2 separate regions of the Pan troglodytes genome follow, and region 1 is linked to region 2. A link is a contact called in public HiChIP or PLAC-seq data. All regions are on one chromosome and are shown on one strand. Each heading gives the region's core, a stretch centred on a gene start, on an enhancer-like site or on the middle of the called end of the contact. The rest is flanking DNA. Distances are from core to core; before and after follow the strand shown. Region 1 holds the start of ZNF324 (zinc finger protein 324). Region 2 holds the start of ZNF584 (zinc finger protein 584).

Region 1 (4,907 bases), core at 1,400-3,899, 63 kb after region 2:
CGGTGGCTCATGCCTGTAATCCCAGCACTTTGGGAGGCCAAGGCAGGTGGATCACCTGAGGTCAGGAGTTCAAGACCAGGCTGGTCAACATGGTGAAACCCCGTCTCTAGTAAAAATAAAAAAATTAGTCGGTTGTGGTTGCAGGCACCTGTAATCCCAGCTACTCAGGAGGCTGAGGCAGGAGAATCACTTGAACCTGGGAGGCAGAGATTGCAGTGAGCAGAGATCACGCCATTGCACTCCAGTCTGGGCCACAGAGCAAGACTCCATCTCAAAAAAAAAAAAAAAACACACACACACACACACTAAAAAAGAAAATATCACTCAGGCCAGGTGCAGTGGCTGACACTTATAATCCCAGCAGTTTCGGAGGCCAAGGCAGGCGGATCACTTGAGGTCAGGAGTTCGAGACCAGCCCAACATGGCAAAACCTTGTCTCTACTAAAAATACAAAAATTAGGTGGGTGTGGTGGCATGCACCTGTAATTCCAACTATTCGGGAGGCTGAGGCACGAGAATCTCTTGAACCCAGGAGGTAGAGATTGCAGTGAGCCAAGATTGTTTCACTGCGCTCCAGCCTGGGTGACAGAGCGAGATGCTGTCTCAAATAAATAATTAAATTAAAAATTAAAAAATGAAACGTTTGAAGAGTTAAAATGCCTCCAAATATTCATACATAGCTTAAAATGGTAATAATGCCTCTAAGCATTTGATCAAATCACACCTTTAATACTACTTTCTTTTTTTTTTTCTTTTGAGACAGAGTCTTGCTCTGTCACCCAGGCTGGAATGCAGTAGTGTGATCTCAGCTCACTGCAAGCTCCACCTCCCGGGTTCATGCCATTCTCCTGCCTTAGCCTCCTGAGTAGCCGGGACTACAGGCGCCCGCCACCACACCCGGCTACTTTTATTTTTGTATTTTTTAGCAGAGACTGGGTTTCACCGTGTTAGCCAGGATGGTCTCGATCTCCTGACCTCAAGATCCGCCCACCTCGGCCTCCCAAAGTGCTGGGATTACAGGCGTGAGCCACAGCGCCCGGCCACAACTTGAATAGTTCTAAGTGTTGGGTTTTTTTTTTTTCTTCAGGGTTTTTGAACTTTAATACTTCTAAGTGTTGGGTTTTTTTTTTTTCCCCTCAGGGTTTTTGTTTGTTTTTTCCTGAGACAGGGTCTCTCTCTTACCCAGGCTGGAGTGCAGGGGCTCCATCATAGCTCACTGCACACTCCAACTCCTGAACTCAATCCTCCCACCTCAGCCTCCCATGTAGCTGGTATTACAGGCATGCAAGACCATGCTCAGCTAATTTTTATATTTTTTTTATAAAGATGGGGGTCACATTTTGTTGCTCAGGCTGGTCTCAAACTCCTAGGCTCCAGTGATCGCTCACCTTGGCCACCCAAAGTGCTCAGATTCCAGGTGTGAGCCACTGCGCCCAGTCCTGAAATGTTCTTAAATTCTTTCAAAGTAGCAAAATTTATATTAAAACATTCCAAACATGATGAGCTCCCTTGCTCCACAAGGATTTACAAGTAGAATCAATTAGGTGGACAGTTATAGCTGACAGTTGACAGAGAGATAGTTATAGATGGAGGTAGGTATAGAGGGAGGGAGGCAAAAAGAGTTAAGGAACTGGACAGCTGAGAACTGTCTACGGGTTCCAAAAACAAGACAACCTTTTATTATCTGCCAAACAAGACAGTCTACATTGAGACTGCTCTGCCTTTCGTTTTTATGTGTCAAAGACACTTAAATTGGCCTGTAATCCCAGCACTTTGGGAGAACGAGGCGGGCGGATCACCTGAGGTCAGGAGTTCAAGACCAGCCTGGCCAACATGGTGAAACTCCATCTCTACTAAAAAATACAAAAATTAGCCAGGCATGGTGGCGCGCACCTGTGGTCCCAGCTACTACGGAGGCTGAGGCGGGAGGATCACTTGAACCTGAAGGCAGAGGTTGCAGTGAGCCGAGATTGTGCCACTGCACTCCAGCACGGGCAACAGAACAAAGACCCTGTTAAAAACAAACAAACAAACAAAAACTTAAATGAGTCCCAAGAAAAAAGGAAAAAAGAATGAATATTGTGATGTGTGGGGCAAGACAAGATCTAGATGGTCTAAGGACAAGCAAATCTGGGGAATTAACTTCTGCCCATCCAAATTACAAGGAAAACAGATGCTTTGGGCAAGCGTCGAGGAACAGTCCCATACTTAAGACAAATGTAGGCTTACGGGCTGAGAATTCTTGGTGTAAAGGTTGAAAACGGACCTTAAACCTTTACGGGACATTGACACAGAGAGGTCAAACCGGCGCCCAGGACGCACAGTCAGTGAGAGGCAGAGCTGGGAAGGGAACCCGGAGCTCCAGGCATCGGCTCCTCCACCTCCACCTGCCCTACCCGGTGCATTTTCTCCTCCGTGCTCCCTGCTGGTGTTGCCTCTTGGAACCTCGGCAGTTTCTGCTTTCGCACCTGCAGGGTTTAGTCTCCGGGACTGCTTGGGAGGACACCTGGAATGCCGAAGGCAGGACTACACACCGGGCGAATCCACCAGCGCCACCAAGCGCTTGAAAACCCGAGGCCTCCGCGCGACTCCATTTCCCAGCGCCCCGCGCGGCAGGGGCTTGGACGTTGCCAAGGAGACCGGTAGTGGCCCCGCCTCCACGCAGGGAAACAGGCGGGAACCACATGACCCGGAAGGCTGTACGCAAGCGTCCGCGGCGCGCACTGGGCCAATGAGAACCGAAGGGCTGGACTTCCGGCGGTGGGACTGTCACTTCGCCGCCCGCGTCAGGCCACACCGGTGGTCTGGGCTGGGGCCCGCGGGTCGGGTCCGGTTTCCAGGAGGTTCCTGGTGCTCGAGGCTGGCGGCGAGGAAGGTACTGGCTGAGGGCCCGCGTCGGGCCCGCCCTGCGCACGCGTCGTGATCGAGGGCGCCGGCCGCTGGCCGCGCCCCCAAGCCTCTGTTTCTCAGAGTGCGTCGTGGGCGTCCAGGGGACTGTCGGGCCGCGGCGGGAGCCATGCGCTCTCCCACCGTGCGGCAGCCCAGGAGGCTGCGCGCTGGGCGTTCCACGTCCATGATGGCCGGGGAGACTGAGGCGCGGGGCGGCCCCGGGACGCTGCGGGCGGGGAAAGGCTGGGTGGTCCACGCCTTTCTTCCCTCCCAGCTGCGGGTTCGGCTGGCGGCGGTGGCGCTGACAAGCCCGCGCCGGGGAAGCGGGGGAGTCCCTGCTCACACAGACCGCGCCCTCACGGAGGGAGGCCGCTTCCTAGACCTCGCCTAGTCGTCTTTCCTCTCCCTGGCCTGGGGGCGTTGCGGGGGTCAGTGCAAACTCCTGTGTCCAGGGCACTGGTGAGCTCCCGAGTTCGGGCAGCCAGGGGGCTGAGGTCCTGAAGGAGGCTCCGAGGGGAGAGTCCTGTGTGTGCAAAACCTGGGAGGGGAGCCGAAGCCCAGGTGCTTCTGGGACTGAGCGCTCTCGATGTGGAGCTGGAGGAGAGGGGATGCGTGCGGCTGCAGTAGCAGGCGAGGGGGTGGGCTTTATCTCGAGGGCGTCGGGAGACATAGAAGTTTTGAACAGAATCAGGACATCCTCTGGGGACTTTAAAACGGTTCCACCGTTTGTTGCGTGGAGAACAGACATGCAGGGGTGTCGGCATGAAGGGAAGAACCGACTGCCACAGTCTGGGCAGCAGTGGAGGTGGGCGACCAGGTGAATTCTGGTGGATCTGCGGATGCATCAGGTGTGGGCTGTTTGAAGAACTAAGTACCCCATGTTGTTCAGCCTGAGCGCCTGGAAGAAGAGAGCTGCTGTAGATAGAAAGGTGAAAGGAAAGCAGGTTTCCTTCAGGGGAAAGCTCAAGAGTCTGGGATGTCCCAGGTTGGTCATGTCACTGGACCTGACGTTGTTGGTGTCCTGGGCTGTGGACAGGGCCTATGAATTGGACTGAGGAATGGGCAGGGACTCAGCCAGGTGTGGGCAGTTATGGCTTGAGGGTAAAGAAGACCAGCTGGGATGCCTGGGGCTATTGGGAAGAGCCTAGCACCTAACTGAGGAGGGGAGGGTGGCAACAGAGAGGGGAAGAAAGAGAGGGGACACCGGGTGGAAGGAGGAAGGGATTGAGTTCCTCTCTGTTCACAGGTTGTTGAGGCTGCTCCCCTGTGGCGACTGGTGAGAATCATCCAGTCCCTCAGGCTGGATGAGCAGCCTGGAAATGTCAGGCAAGCAGGCTCAGCAGGGGAGGGTCCCGGTGATGGGTATGCCTGGGAAGCCCCAGCTGGGACTCATAGTTTCTTGCTACAAGAGCAGGAAGGGTGCATCTGGGGAGGGTCATGAGTGGTCATGCTGAGTCACGAGTGGACACCTGGGGCTGCTCTTGGTGTGGCAGCTGAGGGCCCAGCCAGGACTTGTTCTAGCCTGCTTGTGTATGGCGTTGCCAGTGGGGAGGCCAAGAAGGCATCTGGGGTCTGGTCAGGGAGGGCAGAGGGGAGGGGTCCCAGACATGTGAGGGAAGTGCCATCTGAAGATGGTGGGGGCAGAATCCAGGGAAGGAGGGTGAGTGTCTGAGGGACATCATGGGAGGTGGCTGTTGGGATGGGGAGCTTGGTCCTGGCTCACAGCCATACCTTAAACCAAGCTTGTCCAACCCACTGCCCAGGATGGCTTTGAATGCAGCCCAAAACAAGTTCGTAAACTTTCTTAAAACATGAGATGTTTATGCAATTTTTATTTTTTTTAGCTCATCAGCTGTTACTAGTGTTAATGTATTTTATGTGTTGCCCAAGACAATTCTTCTTCCAATGTGGCCCAGGGAAGCCAAAAGATTGGATAACCCAGCCTTAGACCATGGCTGTCTCTTCCTCCCTGCTCTTTTAGGACCAGATGGCCTTTGAGGATGTGGCTGTGTACTTCT
Region 2 (5,249 bases), core at 1,487-3,986:
GGGCAGCCACAGCCCAGCCTCATAGGGAAGAAACCTGGTCAGACAGCCGCAGAGTTGGTGGTCTATTCATTTTCTGTGGCTGCTGTGACAAAATACCCCCAACTTAATTATTTAGAACACGCGTTTATTTTTTTTAATTTATTTTTGAAACAGAGTCTCACTCTGTCGCCCGAGCTGGAGTGGAGTGGTATGATCTCGGCTTACTGCAACCTCCGCTTCCCGGGTTCAAGCGATTCTTCTGCCTTAGGCTCCCAAGTAGCTGGGATTACAGGCGCCCGCCACCATGCCTGGCTAATTTTTGTATTTTTAGTAGAGACGGGGTTTCACCATGTTGGCCAGGCTGATCTCAAACTCCCGGCCTCGTGATTTGCCTGCCTTGCCCTCCCAAAGTGCTGGGATTACAGGCCTGAGCCACCGCAGCCGGCCTTATTTCATTTATTTATTTATTTTTTTGAGACAGAGTCTCGCTCTGTAGCCCAGGCTAGAGTGCAGTGGCACAACCTCGGTTCACTGCAACCTCTGCCTCCTAGGTTCAAACCATTCTCCTGCCTCAGTCTCCCAAGTAGCTGATATTACAGGCGCCCGCCACCACACCCGGCTTTTTGTATTTGTAATAGAGACGGGGTTTCACCATGTTGGCCAGGCTGGTCTTGAACTCTTGGTCTCAAGTAATCTACCCACCTCAGCCTCCCAAAGTGCTGGGATTACAGGCACGGGCCACCATGCCTGGCTAAACACACACTTCTTATCTTGCAGTTCTGCAGTCCAGAAGTCAACGATCGGTTTCACTGGGCTAAAGTTGAGTTGCCCACAGGGCTATTTCTTTCTAGAGGCTCTAAGAGAGAATTCATTTCATTAGTTTTTCCAGCTTCTAGGGCTGCATTCCTTGGCTCCTGGCTCCTTCAAAGCCAGCAGTGCAGCATCTTCAGATCTCTCTGACCCTCCTACCTCCCTCTTTCACTTATAAGGACACTACAAGTACATAGCGCCCACCCGAATAATCCAAGATAGTCTCCCCATCTCATGATCATTAATTTAATCACACCTGCAAAGTCCATTTTGTGGTGTCAGGTAAAAGATTCACAAGTTCCAGGGATTCAGACCGGGATATCTTTGGAGGGTCTCAGAGATCCTCCTCATTGCTTCCCTCTCCCACCCAACCTAGGGGAGTGGGGGTGTGCAATGGTATTTCTGACCCAGACGGGCCAAGCAGGGGAGTCAGAAAGGGGCCCTTGCCTGGTGTTGCACAGAAGAGGGAGAGGATGTTCTGTGCCTGAGGGTAGACCAGGAAGGCTGCCTGGAGGAGGGAGCTGTATCCTAAAGGATGCTCAGGAGCTGGCATTGAGGCCAGTGGCACAGCCTGCACAAATACAGGAGGACCTGGGGAGGCCAGGGGTGGGGCTGGGGGTATTGGGTGGGGCTGGCCGCATTCTCTGTCTTAACCAGCTCGCTCCTAGGTGCTTTTGTGGCTTCTGCACTCTACCAGCTTGGAGCCAGGGGCCTCATTCTCTCTTGCAGTAAAATGAGGCTGATGACTGAGTCTAGGAGTTGCTGAGCATCTGGTCTGCTGATTACCACCTTGGTGCCCAGTGTCTGCCTGCCTATCCACTGCTTTCAAACAAAGAGGCTGCCTGAAACCACCCAGGGGGACGCCTCCCACCCTTGCCCAGCCTCAGCCAATCTCCTCTTTCTCTTCTTCAGAGCTGGAGTTGTGCCCTCCTATCCTCTCTCTGCCCACCCCATCACTGCTGTACACCCTGCCCCTTGGCACTTCGGCCCCGGACTTGCTCCTCCTGGCAGGCCTGGGTGCTTGTGAAGCCGGGTGCCAGAGGGCCCAGCACGGCACGGCCTTTGATTCTCTTTTCTGTAAATCGACGACAATAAATTCTCTTTTTCCTTCATCCACAAGTGTTTACTGAGCGCCTTCTGTGTACCAGGCCGCACCAGGGTGCGGAGCAAAGACCAACCTCAGGGAGCAGATGAGGTCCAGGCGGCTGAGCCAACCGAACCATGGTTCTGGTAGCACTGCCTCCCCCGCCACCCTCAGGGGGCCCTGCTCCCCAAGCCCTTCCCAAATCCTGCCGTCCAGCTCTCCTCCCCACCTTGCAGGAGGGACGCCAGGGCCCGGTTTTCGGGTTCCGCCATTCTTTCCTCAGTGAGGGTCGGAGAGGTCCCTGCCCACGCCAGACCCGTCCCCAGCCGTCGCGGCACCCTCTTGTGATCAGGCGGAGGGACCAAGGGCCAAGAGCGGGGCTTCGCCGGACGCTAGGAGCATCACTGTCCAGACTGACAGATGGGGAAACTGAGGCTGACCAGCTGGGCAGGGCGTGCATACGAATCTGGGTCCTGGAAGCGTTCTGCAAGATCCCTTCTCACCTCAACCGCACGTGCTGGCATCCTTGGGTTTCCCTCCTTCCCCAGATCACAGCCGCACTTCTCTCCTCCGCCCTCATAGTCACCGCCCTGCTTTCTCCCTCCTCTTGCCCCGGGCGGGCCCCGCCCAGAATGCGGAGAGGCCTTCGGGGAAGCGCGGACCAATCGGAGGCCCTATGTAGGGCTGAAGAGGCGGGACTCTGGTCGCCATAACAACTCATCACGCCTGTGCTGCGCGCGCGTCGCCTTCGTGCCGCAGCCCTATTAAGTGAGGCAGGGAAGGCGCGCCAGACTCGACGGCCAATCAGGGACCCGAGGGCGATGTTGCCATGACGACCACGTTGCGCTGGAGATTGCGACAGGCGCTGGAACCGCGGGGAACTCGGGGAGCGAGTGGTGAGAACAGTGAGCACCAGCACTCCGATGGCACTGGCGAGAGGAAAGGCTGCGGCGCGCAGAGCGAGGCTGCGGGACCCCAGGATGGGGGACAGGAGGCTGCGGGGCCTCAGGTGAGCAGCAAGCGAGAGACCAGTCCCTTCGAGCGCCCTCACGCGTTTTGTCCCCACGCCACGCCGGGGACGAGTCTGTGGCACAGACTCGTCCCCGGCCCCGCGGGCTTAAGTTGTCTGGGGGCTGTCGCTGTGAGTACAGATCATATAGTTATGAATACATTTTAACGCAGATCCAAACACATAGTATAACGTGAGGATCCTATATAAAGTGAGACGCCTCAAAAAAAAAAAAAAAAAAAAAAAAAGATTTTTTTTTTTTTAGCCGGACGTGGTGGCGGGCGCCTGTAGTCCCAACCACTCGGGAGGCTGAGGCAGGAGAATCGCTTGAAGCCGGGAGGCGGAGGCTTCAGTGAGCCGAAATCGCGCCACTGCACTCCAGCCCGGGCGGCAGAGCGAGAGACTCCGTTTGGGGGGGGAAAGTGTTTTTTTAAATGCAGTCAAATTCGAACGTAGGTTGATAGGATCACATAGTTGATCCGCTCTAACCCCACACCCACTTGCAGACCTGGTTAGTGCTGAGGTCCTCTCATCCCAGGGAGTAGGCTAGGGTTCGCACTGGCTCCCCTGGGGCCCGGCTTGGCGTGGCAAAGCTGGGAGTCTCGCCCTAGGTTGGGGTTTCCTCTGCTCTGTAAGCCTCTGCAGAAGGAGCAGAGGGTGGTGGGAGAAGAAGTGCCCAAGAGGGGCCACAAGCTACCTGTGATCTGTGTCCCTCCACCAGGGGGATGGGTGCTTTCATTTTTATCGTTGTGGAAAACTTCACATTAAGTACTTCTCCAAAGAATCTCCCAGACATCTACTTGTTCTTTCAAAACATATGATTTTTTTAAAAAATAATTTACATACCATAAAATTTGCCGATTTTGAGTGTACAATTCAAGGCTGGGCGCGGTGGCTCACGCCTGTAATCCCACCAATTTGGGAGGCTGAAGTGGGCGGATCACCTGAGGTCAGGAGTTCGAGACCAGCCTGACCAACATGGAGAAACCCCATCTGTACTAAAAATACAAAATTAGCTGGGCGTGGTGGCACATGCCTGTAATCCCAGCTCCTCGGGAGGCTGACAGGCAGGAGAATTGCTTGAACTCGGGAGGCGGAGGTTGCGGCGAGCCGAGATTGCACCATTGCACTCCAGCCTGGGCAACAAGGGCGAAACTGCGTCTCAAAAAAAAAAAAAAAAAAAAAAAAAAAGGCCGTAGGTCTGAATAGACCCCTCACCTAAGAAAAATAGATACATAGCTGGCAAATAGGCACATGAAAATATGCTCCACATCATATGCCATTAGGGAACTGCAAATTGAAACAATAATGAGATACTACTATACATCTATTAGAATGGCTACAATGCAAAACACTGATAGCAACATATGCTAGCAAGGTTGTGAGGCAATGGGAACTCTCGTTTACTGCTGATAGAAAGGCAAAATGGTATAGCCACTTTGGAAGACAGTTTGGCAGTTTCTTACAAAAAGTTAAATATAGTCTTACCATATGATACAGCAATCACACTCCTGGGTATTTGCACAAATGAGTTGAGAACTTATGTCCATGCGAAAACCACACAAATTATTATAGCAGCTTTATTCATAATTGCTCAAAACTTGAATCAACCCAGATGTCCTTCAATAGATAAATGGCTAATCTGTGTTACATCCACACAATGGAATATCATTCAGCAATAAAATTAACTGTGCTACCAAGTTATGAAAGGCATGGAGGAGTCTGAAATGCACATTGGTAAGTGACAGAAGCCAGACTGAAAAAGCTACATACTGTATGATTACAAGTTTATGACATTCTGGAAAAGGTAAAGCTATAGAGACAGTAAAGCAGTGACTGCCAGGGGCTCAGTGGGAGGGAGGGAGGGAGGGAGGAATGAATAGTAGCACAAGTAATTTTTGGGGGCAGTAAAAGTATTTTTTACTATATTGTAATGGTGGATACATGAGTGTATGCATTTGTGAAAACCCATATAATGTACATTAATAATAATGTACTAATATTCATTTTAAAATGTTAACAAATAGGCCGGGTGCGGTAGCTCATGCCTGTAATCCCAGCATTTTGGGAGGCTGAGCGGGGCGGATCACGAGGTCAGGAGATGGAGACCATCCTGGCCAAAATGGTGAAACCCCAACTCTACTAAAAATACAAAAATTAGCTGGGTGTGATGGCACGCGCTTGTCGTCCCAGCTATTCGTGAGGCTGAGACAGGAGAATTGCTTGAACCCGGGAGGCGGAGGTTGCTGTGAGATCGTGCCACTGCACTCCAGCCTGGGTGTCAGAGCAAGACTCCGTCTCAAAAAAAAAAAAAAAAAAAAAAGAAACTAAAATGAGGTCCAATGAAGCAGTGCCAGGAAAAACATA

What was found. HiChIP or PLAC-seq counts read pairs in DNA pulled down with a chosen protein or histone mark.
Region 1: a contact with region 2 is called in an H3K4me3 HiChIP or PLAC-seq map of stem cell-derived excitatory neurons, with 2.7 times the contacts expected there. The contact joins the promoter of ZNF324 here to the promoter of ZNF584 in region 2. A contact is called at or near these places in 1 of 7 Hi-C or Micro-C datasets (stem cell-derived neural progenitor cells) and 1 of 1 datasets of contacts at active chromatin or transcription factors (stem cell-derived excitatory neurons).

The regions. Positions count from the first base shown.
Region 1 is chr20:61,398,807-61,403,713 of NHGRI_mPanTro3-v2.0_pri, forward strand. It overlaps ZNF324 (zinc finger protein 324), which reads left to right and starts at 2,650. Exons shown (of 5, transcript XR_010153988.1): 1 at 2,650-2,875; 2 at 4,871-4,907.
Region 2 is chr20:61,336,082-61,341,330 of NHGRI_mPanTro3-v2.0_pri, forward strand. It overlaps ZNF584 (zinc finger protein 584), which reads left to right and starts at 2,737. Exons shown (of 4, transcript XM_016937003.4): 1 at 2,737-2,882.